Linked DNA regions of Zeugodacus cucurbitae: region 1 is linked to region 2. The links are chromatin contacts, called in public Hi-C maps. All regions are on one chromosome and are shown on one strand. Each heading gives the region's core, a stretch centred on a gene start, on an enhancer-like site or on the middle of the called end of the contact. The rest is flanking DNA. Distances are from core to core; before and after follow the strand shown.

Region 1 (6,629 bases), core at 1,273-3,772, 160 kb after region 2:
TGTTTTACGAACTGTCTATGTTACAGTTTGTTTGCTGCTTTTATGGCCACTTGGACGCACATAGCTAGATCTCACTTTCTATATACATATATACTAGATATATATATGATGTCTCCAGTATGTTATGCCTGTATATTAAACTGTTTGTCTGCTCGGCAGTCGCCCGTATTTCGAGTATTTGTTTATTTGTGTTTTCCTTTCCTTTTGTTTTGTTTTCATTTATTTTTCTTGTTTTTCATGTTCCCTTGTCCCACTTGCTTGTTTGTCTAATTGTACCTTTCACACATACATAGGTATGCAGTTATAAGCAGTGCTGCCGCTATCCCTGAAGGACACGCCGTACAAGACTCATCACCAAAAAAATATAGACGTCACGAACGAGCTCAGCTCAACATACGAAGCAAGCAGCCCTTTCAACCCATATAGCGTCTATAGCTTAGCGCGCTTCTATTAAGCACGGCACCTAATGCACGTTAACACCGTGAAAAGGTTGTGTCCGTTAGCTCCACACGTACATTCATACATGACCAGCGTTGTATTTATACATACATATGTGGGTAAGCACTTCTCGTCAGTAGAACACACAACACATCGGTTTTAATGTAAGGCAAAGCCCATGACACCCATGTTGCTGCTGTAGACGCACGTGAATGTCTGTCGCGTTGCCCAGTCAGCTATTTTTAAATAATTTCGCGCGCTCTCGGCAATGTTGGAATTGCAGTAAGAAATACGCTTTGCGCCTAAAAGTATTCAGCCAATGTTAAGCGACTCTTTATCCACTGTTATTCGGCGGATTAACAGCGTCAGACAGATTCAGCACATGTTGCAGGGGTGCATGTTAACATTAACGGTAGTTGTTCTCCTTCAGGCAACATGTTGTGTCATATGCAGGAATATCAGTTGTTTCAAGTTTCAAAGCTGTACCTGGAACGTTCTTCACAATGTAAAAACTTCATTTGAAGGAGTAAATGAACGTGAAACAGTAAATACGATCGGGACCTCCCTACACTTCCCAACCGAAAAAACGTCGAACTCATCATAACACTGGATATATTTAAGATAGAATGGGTTAAAAACATTCGTAATACTTAAGCCAGGTCTTCAACTCGACGAACAAGATTAATGAGACCACAAGAAAATTATATGACTGGCCGTAATTGAGGTTATTGAAATCGAAACTTTTGCATCTCATGAGATTAGAGAGTATTGTTACATAATATGAAGGTTCTTTTTTCACATGAGAATTTAGAGGAGGCAATTACTCTAGTATAACGTTGGAGCAATGTAGGTGTTCCACGTACTGACTGTTTATCGAAAGGCAGAGTAAACAAACAGTTATCGTTCTTTCTTTAAAGCCTACTTCCACAGAGCAATCGTGAGTAATCAACAGGAACTAGGTCTCGGGGATCTCACTTGAACAACTGAAACACCGTTCCATGATCATACCAAAAACGTCCAGGTATTGATTACTGGAGACCCTAATGTATCGAAGAAAGGCTTGAGTCTGTCACAAATCTGTAAAGGCAGCACGATTCCAGTAAATGTGTAGTGTTTATCAAAAGTACGATATCCAAGATGCATCAACCTCAGTCTAGTGAAAACTGGACAGCAGAGACTTCTCAGTCTTGCGAAAACTAGACAGCAGCTTTGACAATATACGGCTTTACAAAACGAATGAATTGTTCGAACCTGGATGTTTCAGTCATGTCATGAAAGAAAAGAGACGACGAAATCATCTTCAATATCCCCGACGATTCTTTATCCAGTGACACGTAATGAAACCTAGATACATAAGTTGTAAGTCGCAAGCCTCGTATAAATGTACACATGTAAGTATATCCAAGGATCGTACGGACTACGAACAGAACTTCTGAAGAACTTTTTTGACACATTCCGAAAGGCTGTGCAGACTCCACTTCTTTAAATTTTAGACCATTGGTCCACACTGGAAACAACTTTGGATTCAATAACTTATACGAACTAATTATCAAATCCTTACTAAACCAAACATGTGCACGAGATGAAAAAATCGGAATTTTCTGTCACTAAAAAAGAAGAATGGATCAAGCGTCCGTGATATATTGCGTATACCGTAAATCCACAAATATTGTTTAAGTAAGTAGCTTTATTTGGCGAACGGTTCCAACTGTCTTTCTTTTTTATTTGGAAATCCTAATAACTCTATCAAACGCTAATCATTCCCGTCCTGCTTTATGGTGCAGCAGCGTTGTCGATGTCAACATCAGATGAGACGGATACTTGGAGTTTTCGAAAGGAAAATTTTGCGCAAGATTTATGGTCCTCAATCCCCTCCGATGCCCGGGCGAGGTCGGAGGTATCTAAATGCCTTCTCTGCGCATACCGGCTCTGCGTACGAGTGACCAACCCCTTCCGGCTTACTCGTGGGACCAACTATGAACCAGACAACAACAACAACAACCACAACAACAACAATTACAACAACTAACTTGACGACCAATGCTATGACCACCGGAAATGCTATTACATATCGGAGTCCTATAATGGAATCCGATGAGGACGAGTTACTCGCCTCCAGCCCGGAGACGAGTAAGAGTACTACCGGGAGTACCAGCCACAGTACACCGGTTGTGACAGCAGTGGGTACCAATCAGGGTACTCGTAAGCCAGATGTGGAAGCTTCCACCTCCAGCGCCGCCAAGAACACCAACCAAAGTGTACTGGCAGCTAAAGGCGAAACAACAAAAAAGAAAAGGAAGAAATCGCAAAATCAACTGCGGAAAAACCGGTACCAGAGGGCAGTCTTTGTGCTAAGCAAGATAGCCAAGGATTAGGTAGCCGGTAAATCCGTTGATGAAGTGGAGATAAAGAGGCTACAGGAAACAGTGGAGGAGTATGAAAGCTTCCTGAAAAGGAAGCAATCAAAACCACTGGAAGAGAATACGAAGGCGAACAGTTCCCAGAAAAGGAATCGCTCCCTCAATGAACCGCAAGGAACCCAGCTCAAGAAACCTAGGCAGGGTGAAAGCGAGAAGAATAGTACAAATGCTGCAAGACACTTCAGCGATGTAGCCAGGGACTGCCTACAGGTAGCCATTATCGACGGAAATTCATCCTCACCAAATACTATACAGGACAGATGGGTGGAGATCGACGTCAGATTGTCGGGTTCAGTGTTAAGCTATGTGCTCGACAATCCTGCGGGTCCTCATCCGGAGTTTGACTCTTCCGAAACCCTGAATGGTTACAGGGTGATCAAATGTATGAACCAGTCCTCTCTTGATTTCCTGACGAGTAGTGTAGATAAGATTAGCAACGCCTTTGAGAGCCTCCAATTGAGGCTTATACCCGCCAGTGAAATTCCAAAGAGGCCTCGTGTAGGCATTTGGTTACCCCCTTTGGAGGGAAACTCAAAGAGTGCTACAGCAAATCTGACTACCCTCATAAGTGAGAGGGGCGTCGACATCAGCCTTATACAAGAGCCCTGGGTCAAGGAGGACACGATCAAAGGGCTAAACAGCAGCAATTTTAATCTTTTCTATATGCGTAATGAAGGTAAACCTCAGCCTTATACAAGAGCCCTGGGTCAAGGAGGACACGATCAAAGGGCTAAACAGCAGCAATTTTAATCTTTTCTATATGCGTAATGAAGGTAAACCAAGGGCATGCATTCTTATCAATAAAAATATAAATGCATTTCTTTGTCCAAATTACAGCACAGCAGATACCACAGTTGTAAAGGTGGAGCAAAAAGAAAAACATTTCTTTATGATCTCAACCTACATGGCACATGATGGGGACGTACCACCCGCAGCCCTCAGAAAAGTAATCGAAAACAACAACAGAGAAGATATCCTAATAGGGTGTGATGCCAACGCCAGGCACACCCTATTGGGTTAGCTCCAGTACAAATACCAGAGGTGAGTCGCTATTACAATATATCGATACTCTTAGGATTTCCAACTGGCCCCGAACTGCGAAGGAAATATAGGTATGGGGCGCTATAATCGATTCGGCTTCGGCTAAACGGTTTCAACGCCAATCACATACAATAACTCTTTGAAAGCTGGTAAGACCTTAGGACCTATGTATATACTATATATAACGATATTTCTAATGTGTTATGATTGAAGAAAGTTAAAGATTTCATTGAGGCGAGTGAACTTATGATATGATAATCGTTTTTATACAAGACAACTTTAATACCTATAATATCGATACGTATGTACATAGATTTGAAGACTTTTTGGAGACTTAACTGATTGCGAATGCAGAGACTGTGAAATTTTTGATTTCCTCTAGACGAAAAGTCCACGCACCAGAAATTTGTCATAACACCTTTCAACAAACTACCGTACAAGAACTTTTTTAAATTCCCTTACTCACTCTGTTTAAGTTATAAATATTTTAAATACGATACAACCTGCAACAGCAATGTTATAAAATTTGAAATAAAGCTGCTCTCAAAAAGCTTTTGGTTCCAAAGCTCCAGAGTTTAGATTTCCTTGCCATAAAACAGGTTCTTCTTGACTGGCGTAGACACTGCTTACGCGGTTATAGCCGAGAGGTTGCTCTTCCGAAATCCCATTATTTTCGAATACTCATAGTTCCTTATTGGCATGAAAAGCCAAGAACTTAACGAAGATAAGTGAACTATAATTCGAATATGTTCGAAAACTGTTTAGCGTATAACTTGTATAGCTTTTACTACTGCTATAAAGGGTTATTCATGACTTCTTATTCAAAGCATATTTATAAATAATTTCATGCTTTTAGTAAATGATGGGAGTATTCGGTTAGTTTCTATATCGAAGACAAAAACCGTATATTATAGCTATTGTGAATTTATAGACTTAAATATTTGGCAAGCAGAAAAATCAAGAAAATTGAATAATTAAAAAATATATAAATACATAAAAAAATATTTTAATTTAATTTTGTGCGACATCATTTTCTATAAAAATATTTCAAAACATATTCATGTTATATTTTATTTAGTATTCAATGTGTTCTTTTGAATCCAGTGTTAATTATATATTACTTATTTCAAATCTTATTCTTTAAAAAGTGTTTGTTTTGGACTAATTAACATGAAACAGGCCTCAAATCATGGCGCCCCAGTAACTAAAATCTCCCCTATTTTTATTATTCAAAACTTATTATTAACATGTAAACAATTTCATGTTCTGTTTTTATATATTACGGCAATTCTTCACAATTAGCTAATTTTTGTTACATGGCAACTCTTATTATTGCCCATTTACCATTCTGTCTTTCTTATCATTCTGATTCATTTTTACTTTTTTACCTTGCACGTTTTTCGTTTGTTTGAGTGTCGCATTTGCTTTTGCGTGAAAATTTGAGGCCCAGATATAAGTGCGTTTCAATATTTGTGATTTATTTTCAAGCAGATTACAAAATATACTGGTGAAAACCGTGTTTTACGCAAAATAAATTAGCAACGATTTTTAATTGAGCTTATCAGCCAAGTACTGGCCTCGCATTGATGATAATGAGCGACGAAGAAAGGGATATTGACATTGAAAGTGATGTAAGGAATCTGTTTGTCATAACAAATAGCAACAACAAATTATTCGCTAAACAAAACAAACATTTAAATTGTTTCATTTTGATACTTTGCACCGTTTATTTTTTCTCACTCATAGGATGATAACGATTCGGATACTGGTGCACAGTCATCAAGGCATGCAAGTACACAAAATTTTACGCAGGTGAGTGTTTGTCACTATGTAAACTTGTGTGTTGGCGAGCGCGTGCTGCTGGCACATGCTTACATACACAAACAAACATATGCACCTATCAAACTAATTGGAACTTGGGGGGTGGTGGTGATGGTCGTTTTTGCCTACGTTTTCGTTGTTTATTTACATACACAGACGTCATGACTTTTGATATAAAAAATTAAATAAGAAATCATAATTTATGTTAAATTAAATAGGCTGAGAAGCGTGCACATCACAATGCTTTGGAACGGAAGAGACGTGACCATATAAAAGAGAGTTTTACAAGTCTACGTGAGGCAGTGCCAACACTTAAGGGTGAAAAGGTAATGCTCTGAAATATTTTCAAAACATTGTGTAAATGTTTGTGACTCACAACTCCCACTACAGGCTAGCCGTGCACAAATACTGAAGAAAACAACAGAATGCATACAGGTAATGAGACGAAAGATACAAGCGAATCAAAAAGATGTCGAGGATATTAAGAAGCAAAATGCAATTTTGGAGCAACAAAGTAAGTACACTTGAGAGTTGTGAGGTGGCGATTTTTTATCTTAATGATTTTTTACAGTTCGCATGCTAGAGGAGGCCAAGAAAGGCTATGTGATAGACCCCAACGAATATCAACAATTGAATCAAGAGTATCAAGCTTCAGCGGCAGATAGTTCGGATGGCGATGAACAAGATTTCAGTCGTCGCAGCAAAAAGATGAAGACATCCTATCAAACATAGACAATGTCGAACGGCTGTCTCCCAATGTTGCTACCCATAAACAACTATATATGTAGCGCAAATGGCGTCCAAAAATATTTTGTAGGTGGCTCACCACTTTTTTAACTATAAGAACAATCCTTTCAATTATGAGAGAGACGAATCAATTAAGCTAAGTACGCGTGCAGTGTAATGATG
Region 2 (6,556 bases), core at 2,983-5,482:
CGCATATTCATATTGGCACAAAAGGTGCTCGAGGCAAAATCGGCCAGCGAAGAGTTGAGTTATATGCGTGAGCAGGAGCGTATCGAACGCGAATACAGACGTAAGGAGAAGGAGGCGACAATGCGTAAGCGACAAATCGAAAAAGATTTAGCCGAAGCACGCGAGAGTCAATTACGTCAAACCAAACAACGACAAGCGCTGCAAATTGCACGCGCCGAACAGGACTTTGACAATCTAATGGCGCAAGTGAAGGTCGATGAGGAGAAACAAAAACAACAGGAGGCACAACGTGAACGTCAAAATGACTGCTATCGTCAGGCGATCATTAAACAAATGAACGATAAAGAGCTGGAACGGCGTCGTCTCTTGGAACTGGATCGCGCACAGGCCTTGGATTGGCGTGAGGGCGAACGTCAACGTGATCGCAATATACGCGCTGTAATTGATGCGAAATTGGCAGCAATGCGCGACGCTTGCCTGCCGGAGAAATACATTAAAGAAGTTGAAATGCAATTGACTAAAATTAAAGGACAGAAGGCGCTACTGACCAAGATCAAATGAGTGTAAGGAGCTACTATATTTATACATCGGTGTCAAAATAATAATTTACATTATTAATTATCAATTTGACACCGATAATGTGAGTTATTATATGACGAACGCAAACCTACTCAACTTTACTAGAAATATGGGATTCAAAGATTTATTAAATTTGCATATATATACACATGTATAATATTAAAAATGCAACTACAAATAATTGCTCACTCATAACGACTATAAAATTATTGTAAATGTTTCTTGCATACAATAAAATAACTTTCCTCACAATAAATTTATAGCAATTGTGTATAATTAAATATGTTAAGCAACAACTGATATTCACTTATTCATGTAAATATTCACATTTCCTGCGCCTGGAAATATTTTTTAGTTACACACCATTAACAATGATTTGAATATGGTCAGGGAACTCTAACAAGAACAGTGTGCACTTTCATACGGCTTATGTTGTAACTCAACCTCTTAACCAACTATAAAACTGAATTTCATTTTGTTAACCGGCAGTTCCGTTACTCATATTTTATTAAATAGTTTGAATAAGTTAGTAGAATGTATACAAAGCATTTGTTGAGAAAAAAACATGTAGTTTACACTATAAATGGAATCTTTTAGCACAGACTTGATATTGTATATGCACATGCAGAGGACATGCCACACATAACCACTATCAATATATGAAAATTATATTTCTTGCATATACCATGTACATATATACAAATGCCAATATAATTTGCTGCACTTAGCACGTAGTAGAAATTAAATTATTATTTTGTATACGTTTACATATTATTCACATCGTATCTAGAATGATTTGCCATTATTCTTTTTTGAACCGTTATTACGATTACTTTGATTAGTCTTCTTTCGTCGTTTCTCCGATGACCAGTCAATGTCATCTTCATCATCCGTGCCGACTGTTGTTTGCAGATACGATGAAGATGATGACGAACTTGCGCTCGTACCTTCCTTGGTAGCTAAACGACGGCTAGCAATACGTGACGAATTACGTCCCATACCCATACACTTTTCCAAATGTGGTGCAAAACGTGACGCCGACACGGGCCTATCACAGTTGGGGCAAGTGCAATCCATTAGTTTTTTCACTGATGAAATGCCAAAAATATCATAATTTGGCATATCTACAATGCGATAGGAAGCGTCTGTGCCTTCTTCGGGTACACCATCGAGTGCTTCTAAATTACCAGTCTTATGCAAATGATGTATTTCTAGAAAAACACCTACAACAGCATCGTCCAGTAACGATTGATATAAATAGTGTGCAGCCTCATCCAGACTTGTGGGATCTTTGAGTATGTCGTGATAGGCCTTTTGTATAGTTGCTATAGTCATTTTGGTGTTGTTGGCAGACGTTTTCCCCGAGACTGTAAGATTTGTGTTCTTTTCGCTTTTTGCATCAATATTCGCTGCAGCTACTGTAGAGTCTGAAGAAGAGGCCATAACGCCTTGTACTATGCAGCAGTAAAATGTATCCTCAATTTTTTTTTGTTGACAATGTCGGCTTTTTATGTCTTCCCCAGTTTATCAAAACAATGAGCAGTCATAAAATCACCTGTCAGAACACTACAATATATCGATAAACATATTTCGATACATTAATATTATCGTACTGATTTACACATAAACAGTAAAAACTAACTTGTTATTTCTATATTTTAAATAATTTGCTAAATTATTTTCTATCTACAGTTAATACTTGATACTCTAAATTGTATTTTATGTTTTAATTATAATTAATTGCTAATTAGTGTTATAAAATAATTTGCTTATTGTGAATGAGTAAGAACTAACAACCATTTGAAGAAGAAGCAGTGAAGTTTAGTGTATTGTTTACATTTATAAAATATCAAAAAAAAATAACGCGAGTTCAATAAGTTGGAATGAAATAATAGTTTCAACATAATTATTGGCATGCAATAAGTATAAAATACAATACAAATATGCTACTTGATGAGAAGGTACAAAAGTACAAACTACTTGCTGAGAAAATCTATGAACGTTGCCAGGAACTGCAAATAGAGAATGAACGTTCTGTGCTGCGGTACTAAGTTAAACTATTATTATTTAAATTGTCATCAATTCAATCTTAAATTCCAATTTCAGCATAAACACAGTTAAAAAGCTTTTGCGTAGACGTACACGCGATGTGGAGCTATTGAAGCGTCGACTTGATAAACATAATGATATTTGGCGACAATTGCCGATGGTGGCACCGCATCCAAAACGTAAAATTGAACAGAAACGTGGACCCAAGCCCAAGCCAAAGAATCCCACCGAAGAACCAACAGAGGGAAAAGTCAAGAAGGTGCGCAAACAACGCATGAAAAAGAACCCAGCATCACAACCCAACAATATTGAGGGAAGTACTATACAACAATTACCACATTTCAATGAACAACAGCAGCAACAATTATTGCTGCAACAACAATTTGTACAATACAAACAAGATATTTGAATAGAGATTCATGTATTTAATAGCATATAAATTATGATTTTTCCGAACGTTCGTGTGTAACATGCATATATCCATTGACAAAAGCACATAACAGTTACATGTGCCCTTTTTAGAGCTGGTGATAATACAATTAGCAATTTTAAATCATTTAAAAATGTTCGCTTTTTATTAATATAAAGTAATACCAAAAAAACTATCAAAACCGCAAAATCAAATTGGATTTATTGACCTTAAATGCAGTGTATTTACTCGGCTTGTCTTAAACGTGCCAGTCGCTGTGTCAACTCGTCTTGTTCTTGTGATACTTGTGTTGAGGCGCCAATTGTAGAACTCTGTACACCACTGGGCAATTCCATATTCAACTCCAAGCTGCATAAGGTAGAAGGCATAAGTTACATTATCGAGTTACTTTAATTGTTATAATATTTTCTTACCCAGCCTCATCTGCCACCTGTTGTAGTAGATTGTCAACATCTCCTTGAGGTACTGAAGTTGTAGTTGTGTCCGACATTGTATTCTCCATAACCGAACTTTGTACATCCAAATCTTCAAATTGTGATTCGAATTTCTCCATCAGTGAGGAGATTTTCTCTAAATTCATGCCCTTCATTGCGGCATCCATAGCCTTCACCACACCAGCCATTGAACTGGTTACCTTACGCGTAGTTAACGCCGATTGCACACGGCTTGCCACCGCATCCACACGTGCACTCATACGCAAATAATTAACTGCTTGATTTTTTTGTCTTATAGCATTTTCCGCATGTATGCGTGCCACATCCATGTTGCCCTTCTGTATGGCCTTCTTGGCCTTGACCTTTTCCAGCTTCTCCTCTTTTTCACATTTCTTCGAATTGCGCTCCAACTCCTTAACCGCAAATTTTAAATTAAAAAGGTGTTCTGTAATTGTTGGAAAACATAAATTGTAGTAACGAAGAGTAAATATTTTTTACACCATTGAAGTGCTGCACTTACTTTCCATGGACGATGTTGACATTTCGTTACCCAGTTTGATGGCCTTTATACAAATGAAAAACTGCACAAATAAACTTAGTTAATTAAATACTTTTTGTTGTGTTTGGAGTGGTTTTTATGTATATTTTAAGCACAATTGGCTTAATTTCGCAGTATTGATAATATTCTAGTTTTCCCAATTTATGTTATGAATCATTTTGTTTGACAGCTGTGAGCTCATATCACTGCAGTGTTGTGCAACAGCGAAATATTTCGTATTGTTAATAATGGAAAGAATAAATAAAAAATATTAAACGACAAATTTCTAAATATATTTTATTCTTTTAATGGAGAATTTAGTTTATTTTTGCAATAATTTATTTTTATATTAATTTAATTTTTCTTGTTAGTTAAAATAGCTAAGAGTATATTATCATTTGATACACCCTGTGATTTCTGTGTCTTTGCTAGTTCCGTTATTTAATCGTTTCCCTTTCCTTTTCTACAAATTACGCGTGAATTTCTAGCAATTTGGTTCTAATTTATAAATAATAGTGCTTCTTTTGTTGGTTTTAATTGAAAGCTGTGCGGTGTGTGTGTGTGTCATATATATTCTAATAATTGTAAATATCACAAGTATTAAAGGTAACATTCTAAAAATCGCCGATAGCGTTCATAGTGGAGCAATACTAGTGCATATAAAAGTATTATGTTGCGATTGGTGTTCTTACTATTGGTAAAGCAGTTTTGAGATGTATTTTGTGTAAGTAAATCAGCCCTATTGTTAACTTCATGTCAATAAAGCATTCCCATGAATTTTTATTTCCACACGAAAGAAAATTTCGTATCATGAATTTCGTGTGAATGAAAACTTATATTCGATAATCTGTCACAAATATTTTTGTTTTGGTTTTTTGATGATTCGTATTGAAGATTTCGTTTAAAAAGCCAATTACGAGACTGTTGTAAAGCATAAATTATCATTCCATATGGAAGTGTTGATTTGTTTCCACCTCATCTTCTTCCAGGCAACTTCTGCAGCTACCACCTGGTTCCAATTTTTAAAGGGACAATAACCCCTTCAAAATAATACTGAGGACAAAGAGCTCCCAAGATGTCGAGAACTCGTAAAACGTCGAGATTTTCCTTGGGTCAGAAGGATCTTGATACTGACTAGCGTTTGTGCAGCTTAGCTGAAGCCCAATTGTCCAGTAGAAAATCACAATAGGATAGGTAGTGCTCCTACTTGTTTCCATTCTCCTGTCGATAAGACTGACATGTGTAGTCCTACAATTTCCTGAATTGTCATTAATCTGAAGGACGCTCCACTTCGAAGAAGTAGATCTGCTGCTACGTTTAACGATATATGAAACCATAGTTAAATTATTATTCGGTATGATCCTCGTGCGGTGGAGGGCGCTTCAAAAGTCTTCAAGACTATTTTAGTGTTTTTAAAGCGCAAGTGGCTGCTAAAAAAATAGCACTGGATCTAATACTTCGAAGCGTAGCATCCTTCGGTTAAGTGACGATTCAATCTGGTAGTAAGTGCTCACAGACCACGCGCCCGTGACTGGTAAAAAATGTCTATCCTTCCTTTCATTCGATACCAGTTATTAGGTGCCTGCTCACGGAGGAATCCTAGGTAATAAGGTAAGGCTAATGAGCTTTCAAGGCTAGGCACGTAAGTCTACCTACAGTAGAAGGCGAATAAATACGAACACCAACTACGCCCTTGTGATTTACTGTCTACTGGACAATTGGGCTTCAGCTGAAAGAATAAAAGCTGGTCAGTCAGAAAATCCTTCTGACCCAAGGCAAATCGTAAGATGTCTAGGGCGCCCTCCCTCATACTTCTGGTACTTAATGGGTCATTGACCCATTAAAAACTTTATCCTGGCGAATAAGCGAATTTAGAAGTAAAAAATATGCAGATATGTAGTAGGTTCACTGCGTTTTTTCGAGCCTTAATATCTATTAGGTTTTTTTTTTCTGACTTCCTAAAGGACTATCCTTATAGTCTAAGTGTATTCCTCCTCTTGTGGGAAACAGCCATTAACAAAACACAGTTGAAGTTTTTGGTAGAAAATCCTGATATAGTAAACAGCTTTTACATAGAAAATAAGGAGAAAGTGCATGCATTTTGGAATATTAATATGATTCCCTGGATATCATGGGGCCACCATCGAAATCGATTGCAGAATAGAACGTGACTATTAAGCTGTCCAATGTGCGTCCGTTCAAGTTATTTTATTAAATTATCCCTTCAAATATATATATTTTTCCGTGGTTGGGATGTAAGTCGGGCCAGCACTGAAAATTTTTATGTGGAAAATTTATGCTTTTATGCTAAAACAGCCGCGTAATTGGCTTTATGAACGGAATCTTTATTTATAGTTCCAATACGAGTAATTAAAAAATCAAAACAAAATTATTTGTGACACAATGCCGAAATTCGAATATAAATTTTAATTCACACGAAATTCATGATACGATTTCGTGTGGAAATAAAAATTCTTCATACAAAAAACAGAAATGTTTGAGTTTTTTCATTCGGAATATCGTTTC

Evidence for each region. Hi-C and Micro-C count contacts between places; a contact is called where the count stands out from the background.
Region 1: a Hi-C map of whole body shows a contact between it and region 2, with 2.9 times the contacts expected there. The contact joins the promoter of LOC128921413 here to the promoter of LOC105216310 in region 2. A contact is called at or near these places in 2 of 2 Hi-C or Micro-C datasets (both in whole body).

What each region holds. Positions count from the first base shown.
Region 1 is chr4:18,938,946-18,945,574 of idZeuCucr1.2, forward strand. It overlaps LOC128921413, which reads left to right and starts at 2,523. Exons shown (of 3, transcript XM_054229057.1): 1 at 2,523-2,696; 2 at 2,814-3,631; 3 at 3,696-4,448. The coding sequence starts at 2,523. The coding sequence ends at 3,608. LOC105216324 (protein max) reads left to right here and starts at 5,279. Exons shown (of 5, transcript XM_011190764.3): 1 at 5,279-5,530; 2 at 5,646-5,711; 3 at 5,939-6,046; 4 at 6,111-6,234; 5 at 6,292-6,629. The coding sequence starts at 5,486. The coding sequence ends at 6,452.
Region 2 is chr4:18,777,132-18,783,687 of idZeuCucr1.2, forward strand. LOC105216310 (charged multivesicular body protein 1b) reads right to left here and starts at 4,233. Exons shown (of 3, transcript XM_011190738.3): 1 at 4,013-4,233; 2 at 3,472-3,937; 3 at 3,175-3,406. The coding sequence starts at 4,034. The coding sequence ends at 3,283. LOC105216315 reads left to right here and starts at 2,375. Exons shown (of 2, transcript XM_011190752.3): 1 at 2,375-2,623; 2 at 2,686-3,211. The coding sequence starts at 2,523. The coding sequence ends at 3,037. It overlaps Sgf11 (SAGA-associated factor 11 homolog), which reads right to left and starts at 2,132. Exons shown (of 1, transcript XM_011190728.3): 1 at 1,048-2,132. The coding sequence starts at 2,022. The coding sequence ends at 1,366. It overlaps LOC105216292 (cilia- and flagella-associated protein 45), which reads left to right. Exons shown (of 1, transcript XM_011190714.3): 1 at 1-835. The coding sequence ends at 561.